Regions from separate parts of the Mus musculus genome. Here region 2 is linked to region 1. Evidence: chromatin contacts called from public HiChIP or PLAC-seq data. All regions are on one chromosome and are shown on one strand. Each heading gives the region's core, a stretch centred on a gene start, on an enhancer-like site or on the middle of the called end of the contact. The rest is flanking DNA. Distances are from core to core; before and after follow the strand shown.

Region 1 (4,440 bases), core at 568-3,067:
ATGAGTCGTTGGGGCTTCTGGGGACAGCTCAGACTCTGAGAGTAGACCTAAAAGACCCTTCAGGGCTTTCCACTCTGAGAACTGTCCCATTGGCCAGATGCCAGGCTGGGTTCCTCAGGTCTCAACAGACCAGGAGCCATACTGGATTTTCCCAGCTGCTTCTAACGTGGTGCCTGACACTCAGGAAGTACCTCGTCACCCCCAATCAACTTGAACCAACTTCATACAGCCTGACCATGCTCCTCCTGTCCCTCCTGCTGTCACCTTCCGGGGACCCCCTGAGTCACTTCCCTCAACACTCCCCCGGGAACCTGAGGAAGCCCTCAAAGTCCAGAGAATGGGAGAGGGCTGCTTCCAACATTCCAACACCCCCTCCTGGGGTGTCCCCAGGGGGCCTGCCAGCCCACTCTAAGGCCATTTTACCTTTCTCTGTCTGGGTAAATTACCAGTGACCAATACAATGTCAGTCTTGCAAGACCTTGGGGCTGAGGTGAGTAGACTTGACCTCTGTACACTCTCACTCCTGGCCCCGCCCCCTGCTCCCACAGTGGGTAAGACTCCCAAGTGGGACAATGGCCCAACCTCTTTTTTTTTTTTTTTTTTTTTTTTGGTTTTTTGAGACAGGGTTTCTCTGTATAGCCCTGGCTGTCTTGGAACTCACTTTGTAGACCAGGCTGACCTCGAACTTAGAAATCCACCTGCCACTGCCTCCCAAGTGCTGGGATTAAAGGCGTGCACCACCACTCCCGGCATGACCCAACCTCTTTTGAGGTGTTTGCTTTTTTTTTGACACAGGCTCTCATGTAGCCCAGGTTGGCCTCAAATTCTCTATGCTGTGGATGCTGGCCTTGAGCTCTTGATCTTCCACTTTCTGAGTGCAGGCATGTCCCCATACTCCGCAACCTCTCCTAAAATATTACTCCAAATACAAATATTCCCTCCCCACAGCATCTATGAAAGATCCTATGCACACACACACACACCCATTTACAGACAGTGCTCTCCCCAAACCCCACAGATGAGGGACAGTCACTCCAGTTCTCTGGAATCACCTTGGAATGGCCAAGGTGCCAGGTGAGAGACAAAGGCCCAGGGGTTACTGGGAGCATCAGCTGTCCTCTGTCCTCTCCTGTCCCCTGAGCAGGGGTGGGGGTGGGGATGGAGTTAGGGATGAGGGTGGGGAAGAGGGAGCCTTGATAACCTGTTCATCCCTACTGACCCCTTCCTGCGTGGGGTGGGGGTAGGGTTCTGGGGCTAAAGACACAGGCACCCTGAGAGGAGAAATGGGATCCTGGCTTAAAAAGGCCTGCCGGCATCTTGAGCGGGAGCGAGGTCTTCCTGGAGCTCAGTGGCCCATAAGAGGACCAGAAAAAATAGGAAGGCTCCCTCCCCTCTCAGGCACACTGCAGGAGGCGTGTAGCTGCGGGGAAGAAAGCATGGCACCGGACCTTGCTTCATGCCACCTGCCGGGTGCCGAGTGGGGCGTGGGGTGCGGAGACCTCCGTCCCCTCTGCGCGCTGCTCGCCCCCCTCCCGAGCTCTGTCCCCGTGGGGCGCACCGTGTCCTCTGGGGCGCGGCTGATCCATGAAGGGCGGACACCCACCCTGGCTTCCCTGAGCGGAGCGCTGGTGCCCCCCCCCCCGCCCCCCGCTTCTCGCTGCGTCCCGGGCCGCCCTGTCCTCACCTCGCGACACACAGGATCCCATCACGGGGCGGCGGGGCTGGGCCACTGCGCCTGGGGTGCGGTGGGCGGCCGCGCGCTCATGTCTCCGTGGGCCGGGGCTGCGCGGCTCGCCCTCCTCTCGCTCCTAGTCCCCGCTGCCGCGTCCGGATCGCCTCGCGCCGCGCCCGCAGCTGCCAAGGCCGGGCGACACCGCGGCGGGCGGGGACCCGGGGAGCGCGGAGGGGGCGGGGCTGGGGTGCGCCCCGCCCCCTCTGTGCCAGTGTACCTGTTGTCGCTAACCAAAGTAAGGCAAACCAAAGTAACAGGACTCGGCCCTGTAAGGAAGACTTCTAGTTTCAAATCTGAGTAGCGCCTGCTTTCTGGAGCTCAAGGTCAGGGGAAAGGGCTGGGAAGGGGAATTCTGCAAAGATGAGCCTCATCCCACTGTGCACAATGAGCAAGATCGAGCTTTGTTTTGTTTTATTTTATTTTGTTTTATTTTATTTTATTGGCTTTTCGAGACAGGATTTCTCTGAATAGCCCTGGCTGTCCTGGAACTCAGTTTGTAGACCAGGCTGGCCTCGAGCTCAGAAGTATGCGTGCCTCTGCCTCCCAAGTGCTGGGATTAAAGGCGTGCACCACCACTGTCTGGCCCTGAGCTTTATTTTTAGTGTGTGTGTGAGAGAGAGAGAGAGGGATCAAAGTACACTTGGGGTGGCGGGTGGGGGGGGACGGGACTCTATTCTTTCTTTCCACTATGTGGGTCTCAGGGATCAAACTTGGTAACCAGACTTCCTGGTAAGTACCTTTAACCTGCCGAGCCATCTCGCCAGCCTCCAGGTCAGGGGTTTTTGATAGTCACCTGCTTATGGGAGGATGCTGGTCCAGGGAGGGAGTTCTGAGGGAGGACCAAGACACTGCATTAGTGGCCTCCTGGCTAGATAAGCGGTCTCATGCAAGAAGGTAGGCTACCTCCCAGGGCTCCTCTGGAGCAAGGAAGTATAGGCAAACCCTACCTAGGAACTTCTGTCATGGAATAGTGGAGGCTAATTGCTGGCACTTGTATGGCTGTTAGCGTGTGTGTGTGTGTGTGTGTGTGTGTGTGTGTGTGTGTGTGTGTGTGTTCCTCTTCTCACACATATGCACTGTGTGCATTCACATGCACTCATTTAGGATCCTGGAGAGAGTGGTCAGATGTGCTGTGACAAACCTTGCCAGGCCTGAAGCACCCTGTATCTGAGGTAAATGTCACCTCACCCCATCCTTGGACATTCCTGTTTCCAGACAGAGGAGTCAATGGGTCTGTTTACCAGCCCTGTATCACTAGAGACAGCCCTGGGGGATGAATATGGCTTAGAGCAAGGGTTTGAAGACCCTGTGCAGAGCAGAAGCCAGGCCTGCTGGGGCTGCCCAGGGCTGGGGACTCGAGCTATTGAGTAAAGTCAGAGTGGAGGTGGCCCCATGCTGTCTCTGGTGCTTTAAGACCTAGGTGTAAATGGAGACCTGGCTCATATAGACAGTGTTACTTAAACCCACAACTGAATCTGAAAGGAAAACACATGAATATCACTGCTCCATACACAACACAGGACAACAGGGGGCATGCATCACAGATAGCCCCGAGACCGGTGACTTACAGTGCACAGGAGCAGGGATGCCACCACTTGGGAGGTAGAATCAGGGTGGTCAGAAGTTCAAGGTCATCTTTGGTTACGTAGTGAGTTCAAGGTCAGCCTGGGTTACATGAGACCCTGCCTCAAAAAAGATAAGGGGGAAGAATATAAAGTATATGTAAGGATGTGCCTGGATTATGCGGAAATACCGTACCATTCTAACAAAGGGCTGGAACCCCTGGTGGCCGATAGCTCAAGGACTCCAAGGGTCGGCTGTTGTGACTTCAGCCTCCTATATCCACAGAGGCAACTAAAGACCAGCAGTCATGTGAAGTGCTGAGTACATGCAAGCATAAACCACACTTGAAAGTCTGTCTTCCAGTGTCCCATCCTGCCTGCTCTGGGCCCAGGTACTCTGCTCTCTAAGCCTGGCCTAGCTGAGGTGGCTGTGAGGGGACCGTCCTTTATCATAAGGACACCCAGGTGGCTCACTTGGTGTCAGGGTTGCTCCCACCCCTGTGTGGAGAAGGAAAGACAGATCTGCCTATGGCCAGGCTCTGGTCCTGTCCTGTGCATGAGACCTGGTACCAAGCAGGCAGATGTGTCTGCCCTTCTGACTGGATGTGGCTTGGAGGCACGGCTCTGACTCACCACGATGTAAGAGCGGGAGCTGGTCACAGCTGCTGATGTTCCTGCTGGCAGCCTAACAGCCTAGGGGCTGGGGTGGAGGTGAAGGAACAGGACCCGTGAGGAGCAGAGAGACAGGGCAGTTCCCGGGTAGGAGGTGCCTGGGATGGGGAAATGTGCATTGAATGAGCAGAAGGGTCATCTGTGTTCCCCGTGTGGCCAACTCAGGGACACAGGTCGGGGATGGGGTGGGTGCTTCTGCCCATCCCATGTATTTACACTGTTTAGCCTCCCGCTGATTCTATCTTGTCACTCTACAGCACTGGTACCGTCCTGAGAGACCAGGCCATACTGGGGGAAGGCGGGTGGTGGCTCTTCCTTGCATTCCCACATTCACCTTCCCAATCCTTGGAATTCTGCTGAAGCAGACGATGTGCTGACAGGTCCAAGATGTGTGGCTGCCCTCCCCGGGACAACGGTCTGTCCTTTCCCAGTTCACCCCACAGCCCATCTGCCCTGTGACCATCCTCTGACCTC
Region 2 (4,440 bases), core at 1,292-3,791, 76 kb before region 1:
TTAGTACGCAGCCTGGCAAAAGCCCTCAACTGATGGTAAATGAATGAGTACTGGCCCGCTGTAGAACAGCCTGTGTGCTGGGCCTGGGGACCAAGGAGAATGATCAGGGCCCCAGGCTCCTCTTGGTCCTGGGACAGCCCTGCCCAGCTGGTGATCTTACCCAGTTCAGTGCAGCGTGGACTTCCGAGATGTCCACAACACTGGCACTCACCCCAACGCATACCCCCACTCAGGTGACCTCTGCGGGACGCCAGCCATAAGATCACCACCAGAGAGCGTCACTTCAACCTTTTTTGGTGGGGTTTTGGGTTTCTTGAGACAGGGTCTCACACTACAACTCAGGCTGGCCTAGAGCTTGCAGTGTGGCTCCGGCTATATAGTGAATCACCGGTGAACTATCGACCCACAGTTCTGTCTTGGCCTCCCTAGTGCTGGGATTCTAGGCACACACCACCTCAGGCTTCCCTTTGCTCAAGCACACATTCCCCACCCATCTAAAGCTAAATCTTTCCCACTGGGTGTGGAGGCACAGGCAGGTGGATCTCTGTAAACTCAAAGCCAGCCTGGTCTACAAACCGAGTTCGAGGACAGCCAGACTACAGAGAGAAACCCTGTCTTGGGGGAGGGGAGTACTAAATCTTCCCTCTTATTCACTGTGCTCCAGGTCCTGCTTCCTCCCAACATCCGTCAGTAAAGGACAGGGTTGCCCGACAAGCCTGACAACCTGAGTCTGATTCCTCAAAGCCCACAATGCAGTGGGGCACAGCTGTGATCTCAGCTTTCCCAGGGAGAGCTGCCAGGCAGATGGAAGGAGACTCGGATGGATGCAGGAAGCCAGCCTGCTACACCACACAGCAGGAAGGACAGAGACTCTGACTCAACACGGTAGAAGACGAGAACCCAATCAAGGTGTCCTCTGATCTGCACGCACGCTACAGTTTGAAGAATGGGACAAACCTGATGACTCTGTGGCTTCTCACTGAAGTTGTCACCAAGTTTTATCAATTCTACCTCCAAAATTATCTCCTCCCACTCTGCATCTAATCTAAAATTACTCAAGGCCACCCTTACACCTAAATTAGTCTTTTCTCTCTCTCAATTTTGTGTGTGTGTGTTTATGTGTGTGTGTTTCATGAGACAGAGTTTCTCTGTGTAGCCCTGGCTGTCCTAGAACTCTCTCTGTAGCCCAAGCTGGCCTCAAACTCAGAGATCCACCTGTCTGCCTCCCAAATGCCGGGATTAAAGAAGTTCACCACCACCACCCAGCATCTAGCAATCTCTAACTGATTTCAGGCCCACTCCTTTATGCCTCTTCAGCCTGCCTCAACCTGTGATCTTTCTGGTCCACAAACCGGCTTCTTAAATGCCTTCCCATTAACCTAAAAGTTAAAGTGCTGAACTGGGTTTGCAGCATCCCCAAAGACTTCAGCTGAGCCTGCTGACTTTACCACCCACCTCTGACGGAGGAAGAGGAGCTTGAACATTCGTACAGACAACACCTTCAACTTAGGATGCCCTTGTCCTTCTGCCTCACTCCCCCGTGGAACCTTTCGGCTCAGCTTTCTGAAACACGGGGACTCCCTAGGTTCACCTAAACTGTGTACGGTTTCCCAAGTCAGGCTCCCTTCCTGCAGCGCACTGACATCTGGAAAGCCCGTTTCTCTCTCCCACGTGAGTCTCTGAGCTCTGAACGCTGATGCCGGTGATGACACTTAACAGCAGCAAGGGACTTTCCACGCGTTCACGCTCTTAACTGGCCATGCTAGGCCCTGGACAACATACCACGTAACCCCTCACACATCTCAGAAGACAGATTTTATTATAACCCCATTTTAAGGATGAGGATACTGGGGTGGAGAGAGTCTCCGCTTGGAGCTGAGAACCCTAGTCGCACTCGGGGACCCAGTCCGCCCGCACTTCTGCTCTGTCCTCAGATCTGTCAGGGGCGGAGAGAAACGAGGGAAACGGGATGGAGGGATGGTGGGATGGATGACGAGTGAATGAATGAACGGTCTGTGACGGGAGGTCAGTGCGGCTCCCGGTCCGGGACACATCCAGGTCGCCCCCACCAGCCCCGCGCCGCCCCGCACTTCGCCCCCACGCGGCCGCAGCACGCCCACCCGCCGCAGCCGGCGCGCGGGGTCAGGGGGCGGTGACAGCCCGGCGGCGGGGGCGGAGATGCCACCAGCCGCGGTGTCACCCAGCCCGGGAGGCGACTCGCGCCCCGTCGGCCGCGCGGGTGCATGGCCACCCCTCCGGGCCGCTCCCGCCGCCCCGGGGCCCCGCGGCGCCCTCCGCCCGGGCCTCCCCTCCCCCACACAACCGTCCCGGCGTCCCGTGGCCCCGGTCCCCGGCCGCCTCGGGTCCCGCCTCCCGGGACTTCCGGACCGCTGGCGCCGCCCGGGCCTCACCTGCCATGTCCCGAACCCCACCACAGATGGAGGTGCATCACGGCCGCGAGAAGGCCGGGGGCAGCGCTTCACAGCAGACAAAGGGCGCCGCCATGTTAGAACCGGGCGGAACCGACCTCGCTGGCTTCCCGGCTGGGACTTCCGTCGCTGGCGCAGCGCTCGTCCGAGGTGCGCGACCGCCGGCAGGCGCATGCGCCGTGCCAGCCGAAAGTTAGTGCTCTTCTGGAGTTGGACCTCTTTTAACCCTTGTTTTCCGGCTCCACAGAGAGCTGCCGGGACACTTGCTGTGCACCGGACTCTGTGTTAAGCTCTTTACTGTTTATTGTCTCATTGCTCACACGATACAACCGAGTTCTTTCTCCTCTCTTTGGGAGGAGTGAAAACTTAGGTGCAAAAGGATTACTCAAACATCTTTGTGACAAAGGAAAGATGTGGACCTACTTGTGACTCCCTTTATGGTTTTGGTAATTTTATTTATTTGTTTGTTTGTTGTATTAGGGATCAAACCCAGCAACTCGGACTGGGTAAATAAATTACTCAGTGGCCTGTTGGGAGCCGACTCCTAGCAGAAAGCGGCTGTCATCTCTGCAGCCATCTCGGGCTATTTACTTACAAGTTGGTACTTTTCCACCCTGACAAGAGACTTGTTTTCCTACCATGATGTTTTTGCAAGAAGCCCACCACAGCTGAACACACTCTGATAACATCTTGTTTTTCTCTTACATATCCTGGATTTGTGGTTAAGTATCTCCTGCCATACTCCCAGCAAGTGCATATATACCCATAGTTGCCTTCCAATAAATGAGATTTGATCAGATAGCCTGTCTTGTCTCCATTCTTCGCGTCTCTTGCCCCTGTCCCCACTCTCTCTCTCTCAGACCCTGTTTACTGACCCGCGGGCCAGGTCAGTGGCACAAGTGCTTGCTTGCTACACAAGCTCTATCTTGAAAACCACGGTAAAAGCCAGGGGGCTGGCAGGAGAGATAGCTCAGAGGTTAAGGACACTTTTGCTCTTGTAGAGAACTTGGCTTCGATTCCCGGCACCCACATGGTGACTCCAATTTCAAGAGATCTGATGCCTTCTGCTATTTGCAGGAATTAGACATACATACAAGCATGCAGGCAAAATACTCATAGAATTTAAGTAAACATTAAATAAATAATAGTAATAAAATCTAGGAGTGGTGCATTCTGTAATCCCAGGGATTTATTGGCCAGTCAACCTATCGTATGGAAACCTCAGGCTTCAGTGTCCTGAAGGTTGGAAATTAGATTAGAACTAAAGATGTAGGTCAGTGGTAAAATACTAGCCTAGCATGACTGAGAATGCAGGCTCCATTCCCAGGGAGGAAGTGATATGGGAAGGGCATGAAGAAGGTCAGGGCTGGCAGCCAGGGTGGGTTTGTATTTAATTACTATGCCAGGACTGCAGAATATTAACTGTTATTTATAATTTCACTGAAAACTCTTCAAAGAACAAAGACTTAGCTGAGTGTGATGCACACCTTAATCCCAGCACTTGGAGGCTAGAGACAGGCAGCTCTCTGACTCTGCACACTAAAGATTCATGGTGTAATTTCTAGATGGGTCATATTCATAGCTTGGCCAGGGGTGTGGAAATGGAAAGATTAATACTTAGGAACTGGAAATAGAGATGGCTAAGTGGAACAGATGGATCTCTTGTGTCCTCAATCTCTAAATCTAAAATTCAATGAGACCCCTTGTCAGTCGAAGGTAGCTGTCCCTCCTCCCATTGAGGGCAGTTACTTTGCAAGAGGCTGCTAATGCCATGAGACTCCTCCATCACCTTTCAGTTTCTTCTAGCTCTACAAGGAGAGAAGGTTCTAGAACATCCTTTGAAGCCAGAACTGTGTCTAACCAAGGAGAAGACATATAATAGAGCACTGACTGCCCTTCCAGAGGTCCTGCATTCAATCCCCAGCTACCATATGGTGGCTCACAACCATCTGTAATGGGATCTGCTGAGTTCTCCTGGTGTGTGTCTGAAGACAACTACCATGTATTCATA

The links. HiChIP or PLAC-seq counts read pairs in DNA pulled down with a chosen protein or histone mark.
Region 2: an H3K4me3 HiChIP or PLAC-seq map of embryonic stem cells shows a contact between it and region 1, with 17 read pairs. The contact joins the promoter of Zbtb17 here to the promoter of Fam131c in region 1. A contact is called at or near these places in 4 of 39 promoter capture datasets (the 3T3-L1 cell line, embryonic stem cells, liver and 1 more), 1 of 15 datasets of contacts at CTCF or cohesin (embryonic stem cells), 17 of 484 Hi-C or Micro-C datasets (the AML12 cell line, the C2C12 cell line, the HL-1 cell line and 11 more), 5 of 115 datasets of contacts at active chromatin or transcription factors (the HPC-7 cell line, embryonic stem cells, kidney and 1 more) and 3 of 9 other capture datasets (adipose tissue, liver and pancreatic islet).

What each region holds. Positions count from the first base shown.
Region 1 is chr4:141,365,569-141,370,008 of GRCm38.p6, reverse strand. Fam131c (family with sequence similarity 131, member C) reads right to left here and starts at 1,817. Exons shown (of 7, transcript NM_001085513.2): 1 at 1,685-1,817. The coding sequence starts at 1,706.
Region 2 is chr4:141,442,774-141,447,213 of GRCm38.p6, reverse strand. Zbtb17 (zinc finger and BTB domain containing 17) reads right to left here and starts at 2,541. Exons shown (of 16, transcript NM_009541.2): 1 at 2,412-2,541. Gm42337 reads left to right here. Exons shown (of 4, transcript XM_030253993.1): 2 at 165-233; 3 at 2,031-2,621; 4 at 2,910-3,228. The coding sequence ends at 2,977.